Linked DNA regions of Rattus norvegicus: regions 1 and 2 are each linked to region 3. Evidence: chromatin contacts called from public Hi-C data. All regions are on one chromosome and are shown on one strand. The core of a region is the stretch at or near the end of the contact, and the rest is flanking DNA. Distances in the headings are between cores, read along the strand shown. Region 1 holds the start of Bcor (BCL6 co-repressor). Region 2 has its middle 31 kb from the start of Rpl37al2. Region 3 has its middle 160 kb from the start of Bcor.

Region 1 (2,884 bases), core at 215-2,714, 160 kb after region 3:
CCTCCTACCCCCTTGTGTCCCCGGGAACACCCCCCCACACACACACCTCTACACAATTCCCACACAATTGAAATGTCCGGGGAGCAAGGGCGCGGAACTGCCACTGTTGCCCGTGGTGGTGTTTTCACGTAGCTCTTAACGCCTGAAGGGGAAGTAGCTCCTCTGGGAAGAAGGGGCGAGGTGCGGTGGGGGGTGGACGCCCACGCGCACTCAGGCTTTGCTGGGCTGGGTCTCGGAGGGGACGCTAGGCCCGGAGAGCGCAGCGCTGGTGGCGAGAGGAGGCAGTGGCGCCTGCCGCTGGGGTTTGACAGCTTTGGCTGAGAGGAGTGCGAGGCGCTTTATGGTAATTGCGGTCCTCCACTGGCCTTCTGGGTAGCAAGGGGAGTCTCGGCGCGCTGCAGGAAAAGCCGCCCCCGCCGCCCCCCATTCTTGGGGCTGGGGATCTGTTGGCCGACCTAGCCGTCGCCGCTGCGGAGTCGGTCTCCACTCCCCCTAGGACGTGAGCCCTGGCTGGGCGTGAATAGCCAACTCGGCCGGAGCTGGGACGGAGAGGACAGAGGGCGGTAGAGTTGGGGGGGGGGTACTACGACAAGACCCGCCACCCAGATGTTTTGGGGTTCAGATGTGGCGAGGCCCCAATGCACCCGGCTGGGAATCGGTGACAGCCGGGGAAAGTCGGGCGAACCTTTCCTGGGGAATCACCCCCTCCCGAAACCCCACCGCGGAGGCGCCGCAGCGGAGGGTGAGCGGAGACTGGGGATCTCAAACTTGCGAGAGCTGGAGGCGGCGGCGGCGGCGGGCGGGCGGGCGGGCGGCTGTCGCCCGAGCGCTGCGCCTGAGGGGGGAGGGGAGGCGGCTGTTGGGAGGGAGGGAGGGCGGGCGGAGGGAGGGGGAGGAGGAAGAGGAGGGAACCTGGGAGGGGGGACGCGTTGGGATCGCGGCGTGCGGCAGCAGACGGAGCCCGGGCTCCCAGCGGCAAGGTGAGGCAGAGCCGCGCTCCGGGCTGAACGGCGGCCGAGCTCTTAAGCCGAGGGGGAGACGCGCCGGAACCCAGAGCACGACCGAGAGCGGGAGCGAGGCGGGCGGTGGTGGCGGAGGGGGACCACGCGAGTCGCCGGGCGGAGAGCCCGAGCCGCGCTGTCGCCGCGGAGGGACGACTTGGCCAACACACTCGCTCACACACACACCCAGCCCGAGCGGGCGCTCTCGGCGAACCGTCAACATGGCGCTGGGGCTCTTGCCCGAGCGCGGGCGGCAGCGGCGGCGCGGGAGCTGCTGAGGCTGACGGAGCCCGGTCCAGCTGCGGGAGGAGAGGATCGCGCGGGGCCGTCGCCACCTGCCCTAAGCTCGCAGCCCGCCCCGCCCCGCCCCACCCCCACGCGGCCCAAAGCCCACCCCTCTGCCGGGCCGACCCCTTAGGGCAGCAGAGCCGCTGCAGACAGAGGCGAGCAAGCGCGGCGCTGGGAGTGGACTGCGGGCACCGGAGGAAGCCAAACTTTGCTGCTCGCTGCGCTTTCCCGGCCGGGCTCCTCTGCTCTTTAGCGTAGCCGCCCTCTCCCGACCCCGCACACGTCCACCCAGCCAGCCAGCTAGCCGCCCCCGGATCTTCCTCGCCGCCTGGACTCCGCTCCGGGGAAAACTTCAAAACGCCGGATCGAGGGCTCCCTGCCTACTTCCCGACTGGGGATTTCAGGTCAGTGCCCGGAACACCTTTCCCCGGGGGCCGCGGGCGGGCTGGCGCGCCGGGACTGCAGCCGACCTCCTCCCTTAAAGGGTTTCTCCTTCTACTCCAGTAGATCCCCGTCGGGAGGTTTAGCTACCTTGTTCGCTTTCGTTTTTACATCAGAGCTGCAAGTTATTAAAAATGCAGCCAACCTAAGCGGCCCCCGCATGGGCACCCGGGAGGGAGGGACTCGACGGGGGACCTGCCGCCTCCCGAGGGGTTGGGAGGATCGAGAGTTCAGCGAGTGGAAGTTTGCAGCCTCTGTGTGTCTGCGCGGGAGCGCGGTCGTCGCCGAGCGTCGGGAGTCAGGCGCGGGGGGGGGGGTGCTGGGCTGGAAGCTAGGAAGCTCGTCTCGGCGTTACCTCGCTAGCAGGAAGGGGAGGGCGGCGGGTTCCCGTCTGCTTTCTTTTTCGACTCGGAAAAGAACTGTAAAAACCCCCAGCCGCCTTTGCTTCGTCTGGCCTCTCCAGGGGCCGGTGGTGCCTCCGAGTGGAACGACGGCTTGTGCGTGCGCTAGTGTGTGCAGCGGGCGCCTCGGACGGAGCCGAGCTCGACCTACCGTCGTCGCTCAACTCCGGAGGGGAGTCCGGGTTTTTTCTTGGCTTGCCCCAAAGCATGAATCACGTGGAATAACGGGGGGAAAACTACTAGGGAACCTTGGAGAGCTCGAGATTCGGACTGGGCCAGTACGCCGGCCGGCCAGGTCAGATGCATTGTTTTGTAAATGTTCTTTTAAGATTCTAATTCGACTCCCCCCACCCCCGTTTTCCCATCTCTTCCCTTCGCGTAGGTTTTAAGTTCGGAGCCTCCTGGAGCCAGTGTAGACCGCTTGTTTAGGGGCGGCGTGGGGGAGCGAGCAGAGCTCTCAGCCCTCCGCTGGGCTGTGGGGAACCTGGTGGGAAGCCCTGATGGGCGTGTGAAAGTCTGCGGCCCGGGGAAGTTGGTCCCACTCGGAGGGCGGGCGACGCGAGGGCTCTAGGCGAAGAGGAACTTGCGCACCGGGCGCGATCCTCGGCTGAGGCGGAGAGGGCGAGGCGGCACAGGGCCAGCGCTTGGAGCAGGCGGGAGGCTGCGCTACAGAGCCACCAGAAACCCGGGGACTCCGGGCTGTGGCGAAGAGCGCCTGCTATTTACGAAGAGAGCCTAGGAGCGCCCTGAACC
Region 2 (2,700 bases), core at 146-2,645, 230 kb after region 3:
TCAGTAGATTGAACTCAGATCCTGTGACTCTGTCTCCTGAAGTCTGGGATCAAAGTCATGTACCGCCACACCTGGACTTAAGCTTCTATTTGGTATTTTCTCTATAACAAGCTGGCCTTGAACTCAGACATATGTCTGCAGGTCTCCCGTAATTAAAGGCACACGCCACCTTGCCTAGGCCTAAGCTTTTCATGGCCACTGTTCAAGATCCGGATCAAAAGCCTGTGTGTTTCATTTCTGGATTATAGTTCATTCCAGATTAAAAGTCCAAGTGAAAACAATAACCAAGTAATAATAATGCCTAATATGATAGAACTATTCCTTGTTCAATGGCAAACACATAAACAATAAGCTTAGCTGGGTAGGATCTTGCCATAAAGTCACCGCTCCCTTAATCTGTTTATCTCCTCGAACACAAGACTCAGCTCCATTTCATTTCCAGGTGGCCCTCCATTACTCGAACCATTCATTTTATGTTTTTCCTTTCGAAGCCTGCTACCATTGCTCAAAACTCACTTCATGAGACTTACCCAGAGAACAAAGTCTCTGTTAGGCTTTTTTGGAGACTTCCTTTGTCAACGCAATTAATATAAATCTCTTTACCTCAGTCTACCTCAGGTAGACTTTATAGACAGGGGCAAAAAGCAGCCACATCCTTCACCAAAATATCGAAAGAACAGTCTCTTGGCCACATATTACAATTCTTTTCCTCTGAAAGTTCTAGAGCCAGGCTTACACAGTTCAACAACTACTCCAACAAGGCCACACCACCACCTGACTTGCCACTCCCTGGGCATCTACAAACCATCACAGGTGGGTATACATATAGCGGTCAATGACAGGTGTCACCTTAAATTATGTCCCTCCTTAGGTTTTTGAGTCAGGGTCTCTCACTGACTCTGGATCTCAGTGATTCAACCTGGTGATTCGACTACCAAGCTGCAGTAGGGGTGCTGCCTGCCCTGTTCGTTTTTTTGCGTAGGTGATGAACTAAGTCCAAGTCCTTGTGCTTATCAAATCCTTTCTGGATGATATTCTCTCTTTTCTTTCCTCTTCCCTCCCCATCCCTCCTCTCTCCTCCCCCCTCCTCATCCCTCCCCCTTTCTTCTCTCCTCTCATCTTTTCTCTTCTTTTGCCTAATGTGAGCTACCATAAAGGAATGACACAAATTGATTCTATAATATCCCGATGTGAGGACAGGAAACAGTATGAGTCATTTAGGTCACACGCTGATCATTTTATCATTGGAGTTGTTGAAAAACTACCAAGAAGAAGGGAAAGAAAGCAAGTTACCTTTTTGGCAAGTCACGCCCCTCGGGGAGGGGCATACCTCCTCCAGAAATGAATGATCCTGGTTTCTCTTCAGACTTTGGGTGTGTTTGCTTTCATTTTGACTGTACCCTCAAGAATGGTTCCTCTCTGTGAGTGAATATGCTAATGAGCTCTTGCAGAGATCCGACTTGCAACTACAAAGTGATCAAAAGAACTATTTAAAACTGTCTTACCGCCTCTGCTTCTGAGTACCGGCTCAGCACGGGAAACTTGAGTTTGCTCCATCTCCTCAGTCTTCTCTCTCCCTCCCAGCCATGTAATGTAGGTTAGTCCTCCATGAGTTTTTGGAAAATGGTTCTCAAGGTTGAGGGAAAAAAATGGAGAGGGACTGGCAAGATGGCTCTGTGAGTAAAGAACCTCTTGCTATCAAGCCCTGACCTGAGCTTGATCCCTGTGACCTAGGTGGTGGAAAAAAGTTCTGTTCTCAGCCCTGCAGAATGTTTGTGTGGGGGAGTTTGTGTGTCTGTCTGTCTCTGTCTGTCTCTGTCTGTCTGTCTGTCTGTCTGTCTGTCTCTCTCAGCATATAAAAAGCAAGAGTGGGCTGTTGGGCTGCGGCTGCCCACACCTTTAATCCCAGCACCCAGGAGGGGGAATCTCTGAATTCAAGGGCAGCCTGGTCTACAGTGTTGAGTTCCAAGTCTATGTAGAAAAGCCCTGTCTCAAAAAACCAAAGAACGAGAGAGAGAGAGAGAGAGAGAGAGAGAGAGAGAGAGAGAGAGAGAGGTGTAGTTAGGAAAACTGAGTGGAAGCTCCATCCACATGCAAGATATATTTATGTTTTAGTTATCTACTGCTATAGCACAGCACCCCACCATTAGTGGCTGGAAATAGCACCGTCTGTTTCCTAGCGTGCCTAGAGGTCAGGGCATAAGGAGCGCCTTAGCTAGATACTTCTGGCTCTCACTACTTCATGCTGTCGGTGAGATGTCAGTAGTGGCCAGGGTCATGTGAAGATTCAACTGGGGTCTGTTTCCAGGGATCTCTTTCCAAGATGGCTCTGTCACATGGCTGTTGACATGTGGTTCACTCTATGGTTCTGCTTGAACGTCCTAGTGATCTGACTGTTAAGATTTCCCCAGATTTCGAAGACGAAGCCATAATGCCTTTTATGTCTTAATACTGGGTGTCACACAGTCATTTCTGTCCCATTCTATTTATTAAAAAACGAGTCTCTAAATACAGCTCCTAACTCCAAGGGAAATTGGGCTCCACCTTTTGGAGGGAGGAGTACCAAAGAATTTGTGTACATATTTTAAAAGCGGTGCAGACAGTAAGTAGGCTAATTGAATCCAACCAAGTGTCTCAGCAACACAGGAGGTAGCTACAGAATTCTTTTCCTTCTATGACAGAGCTGAAACACAGTGTTAA
Region 3 (2,880 bases), core at 95-2,594:
TTTGTGCTCACATGCCCTGGCGGACTGGGGAGGTCAGAAGATAACTTGTGGAAGATGCTTTTCTCCTTCCACCGTGTGAGTTCAATGCATAGAAAGAACTCAGGAGGGTTTGGGGATTTAGCTCAGTGGTAGAGCACTTGCCTAGCAAGCACAAGGCCCTGGGTCCCCAGCTCCGAAAAAAAGAAAAAAAAAAGAAAGAAAGAACTCAGGACCTCGGACTTGGTAGTAGCAAACATTCTCTCTCTCTCTCTCTCTCTCTCTCTCTCTCTCTCTCTCTCTCTTTCTTTCTGACAGCTGCTGGGGCTTCCACTAAGTTGGGATACTGACATGTGGCCTTGGATTAATGAGAGCCCAGCCTCCCCTAGGTCTGCAATCAGAAAAGCCTTTTCAGAGGTCCTGGATCTCAGAGCCCTGACTATCAGAGGGTTCCCGAAACCACACCATGGGAACTACTGACCTAGATAACCAGGGTCCCCCGCCCAAGGCTCTAGCTCTAGATCCTTTAACCCCCTCCCCATCCCATTTTCCTGTTTGAGATCTTTGTTATTTGTTTAATGATTGGCTTGTGACTGATGCCACCCAGGAGGCATTGTCCCCAGTTAGAAGGCATAATGAACAAATCCCCAGTCTTGCCTGTGTGGTCTCCAAGATATTACACAAAGAGGGGGAGGATGCCCACCTCGAAGACCTATGGTGAGAGCTGAGCTATATCTGGGGTGGTGAGTCTGGAGGACCTTGTTCTACCAAGAAGAGATTCTGGAGTTCCTCTTAGGCCTGTGAGGAATCTTCAGGGATTTCCCCCTCTCTGTCCCTTTCCTGCACCACCAACCACCTCTCACCCCAACCGTCTCGTGTCACCTTCACACCGCCCTCCACCACCACCCTCAGAAAGTTTACACTGTTTTCAGCCTGGAGAATTGTCCCTGAGTAGTCCGTCAGAAAAACGCACGCAGCTGTAGCAAAGACTAAAAGTATCTCTTCCCTGACCAGTGTCTTCCCACGTCCTTTTCTCCATGCTCTCCTCCTTCTCTGTCCCCACCTTCAGCGGAGGCAGGAAGGCCCTTGGGAGGAGGTGAGCCCGCTGGGACCTGCCAGACTCCCTAGCCTTTCCCTCCCAAGCAGCACAAGTTCCAGATTCTATTTTGCAGTGCCCTCGGCTTTGCCACGCCCAATTCCGGAAAGCCTGCATCTCCCCAGTGGGTGGAAGGCTAGCCCCTCTTGGGCTTCAGGTTTTCTGGCACTTTAGAGGTTAAACGGGAAGCCTGGCGGGGGTGGGAGGGAGAGCCTCCCGGTGCTATGCGCGCAGGCTCCAGGCGGTGTCCCCAGCGTCGCTCTTTCTCCGTGAAGCAGAAGATGGAATCCGAACGCGACGGTTAGTCTTTCCAGTTAGCCGCGTTGAGCCGCCCAGCCTGCAGCGGCTCAGCTCGCCAGAGCCATAACGTTGTCCTTGCCTTCCGGGAGGCTGCATTTTTTGCAAGCATCCACACCCCGCGCTGTGGCGCGACCTGGGAGTTCGATGTGTGGCCAGGACCTGCCTGGCCTCTCTGCCCTGATATCCTGGGACATGCGCCTGACAAGATCCGCCACCTCCTGCATTTCAGGGGTAGCTTGTGGTGTCCAGTGACCTTTGCCACTGTGTGCTGCTGCAGTTTCGAAACGGCAAAGAATAAGGAACTTTGCCAAACCACACAAAACTTCCAACCTCACCAGCTCCGACTGGGCACGCCCGGGGAAAGCTGCCTTTATCTGTCCCCTCTGTCCTCTGTCTCGCAGTTGACTGGGGCTGGATGAAAACCACTGGAACATTTTATCCCTCCCACTCATCCTCGAGCCCCCTGAAGATCCTGGATTGTTCTGGAAGCCAAACCCAATCCGGCTTCCACCCAGCTGGGGGATCTGAGAGCCACCTGCCAGGCTCGGCACTTCACAATGAGTTTCCATTGTGTGGCAGAAAGCTGGGTGGATACGAGCCAGCAGAGACGGAGAAGAGTTGAAAGGTTTGGGTCCCAGAGAGTAGGGAAGGGGAGAAATGAAAGATTTGAGCCCTGAGGGGAAAGAAGCAATCTGCCCAGAGCAGGGTTGGGCGCTAAGATTCCTCAGAACTCTGTTTTTCTACAACCCTAAGGACTTTCTGCTCCTCCCTCAGTGGCTTAAAGAGCCCCCAGAGCTCCTGTGCTGAGACTGCTGGTCCCACAAGCCCAGCATTGGGTTTTGAAATCCCCACTTCCCCCGGGCAAGTCCCGGACAAAATTGCCTATCTTTTCAGGTTTTTCTCTGGAAACTTTAGTTCACTTAAGACCAGAGTCTCGTGTAGCCCAGGTTGGCCTCAATCTAGTTGACATGATCCTGAATTTCTAATCCTATTCAGATTACAGGCAAATACCACAGGCTAGCTTTTCCAAAAACTCTTAAATGTCAATCCCACAACTATGAACGTCTTTATCATTCCTCACAGAAAGAGATCCTTCTTCAGGTCGATCTTCAAACCTGGTGGTAGAGGGACAGAGCAGAAGGCTTCACAAATAAAAAACATTTAATGGTGAGGTTGTAATACTGCTGTCAATGGTGAGAGCACAGGCACAGGGCTGGGAGAGTCCTTTGGCAGCTGACTTTCTCTCTTCCAGGGAAGCTTGTCACCTTTCCCAGGTGTCTGTGGCACCTCTGTGGTGCCAGTCATCACTCTGAAGAGAGGTGGGATCTTCGCTCCCAAAGGAGCAAACACCAGTTCAGCCTGAGGAAACAGGTGACCCACAGGAATAATCTGAATTCTCTCAGACTGCTTTCTGCCCCAGTAATTCTTCGTAAAACAAGCGACTAGGAGCTGGTAAAGTGGAGTGGCACCACACAAGACTTCCACTCACATCTAGTGCAGGCTGCAAA

What was found. Hi-C and Micro-C count contacts between places; a contact is called where the count stands out from the background.
Region 1: a Hi-C map of liver shows a contact between it and region 3, with 3 times the contacts expected there. The contact joins the promoter of Bcor here to the enhancer-like site in region 3. A contact is called at or near these places in 10 of 12 Hi-C or Micro-C datasets (the A7r5 cell line, the Rat2 cell line, Schwann cells and 6 more) and 1 of 1 datasets of contacts at active chromatin or transcription factors (oligodendrocytes).
Region 2: a contact with region 3 is called in a Hi-C map of mammary epithelial cells, with 2.2 times the contacts expected there. The contact joins two enhancer-like sites. A contact is called at or near these places in 3 of 12 Hi-C or Micro-C datasets (frontal cortex, mammary epithelial cells and psoas muscle).

What each region holds. Positions count from the first base shown.
Region 1 is chrX:13,358,912-13,361,795 of GRCr8, forward strand. It overlaps Bcor (BCL6 co-repressor), which reads left to right and starts at 1,465. Exons shown (of 15, transcript NM_001191586.1): 1 at 1,465-1,693.
Region 2 is chrX:13,429,071-13,431,770 of GRCr8, forward strand. No RefSeq gene overlaps it. Among named protein-coding and RNA genes, the nearest start is that of Rpl37al2, 31 kb to the right of the region's middle. Within about 2 kb of position 1,396, at least 1 of the 93 cell types and tissues checked has an H3K27ac peak or open chromatin away from gene starts, as enhancers often do.
Region 3 is chrX:13,203,162-13,206,041 of GRCr8, forward strand. No RefSeq gene overlaps it. Among named protein-coding and RNA genes, the nearest start is that of Bcor, 160 kb to the right of the region's middle. Within about 2 kb of position 1,345, at least 39 of the 93 cell types and tissues checked have an H3K27ac peak or open chromatin away from gene starts, as enhancers often do. A contact at or near this core is called in the A7r5 cell line, Schwann cells, kidney and 2 more, where this site is marked.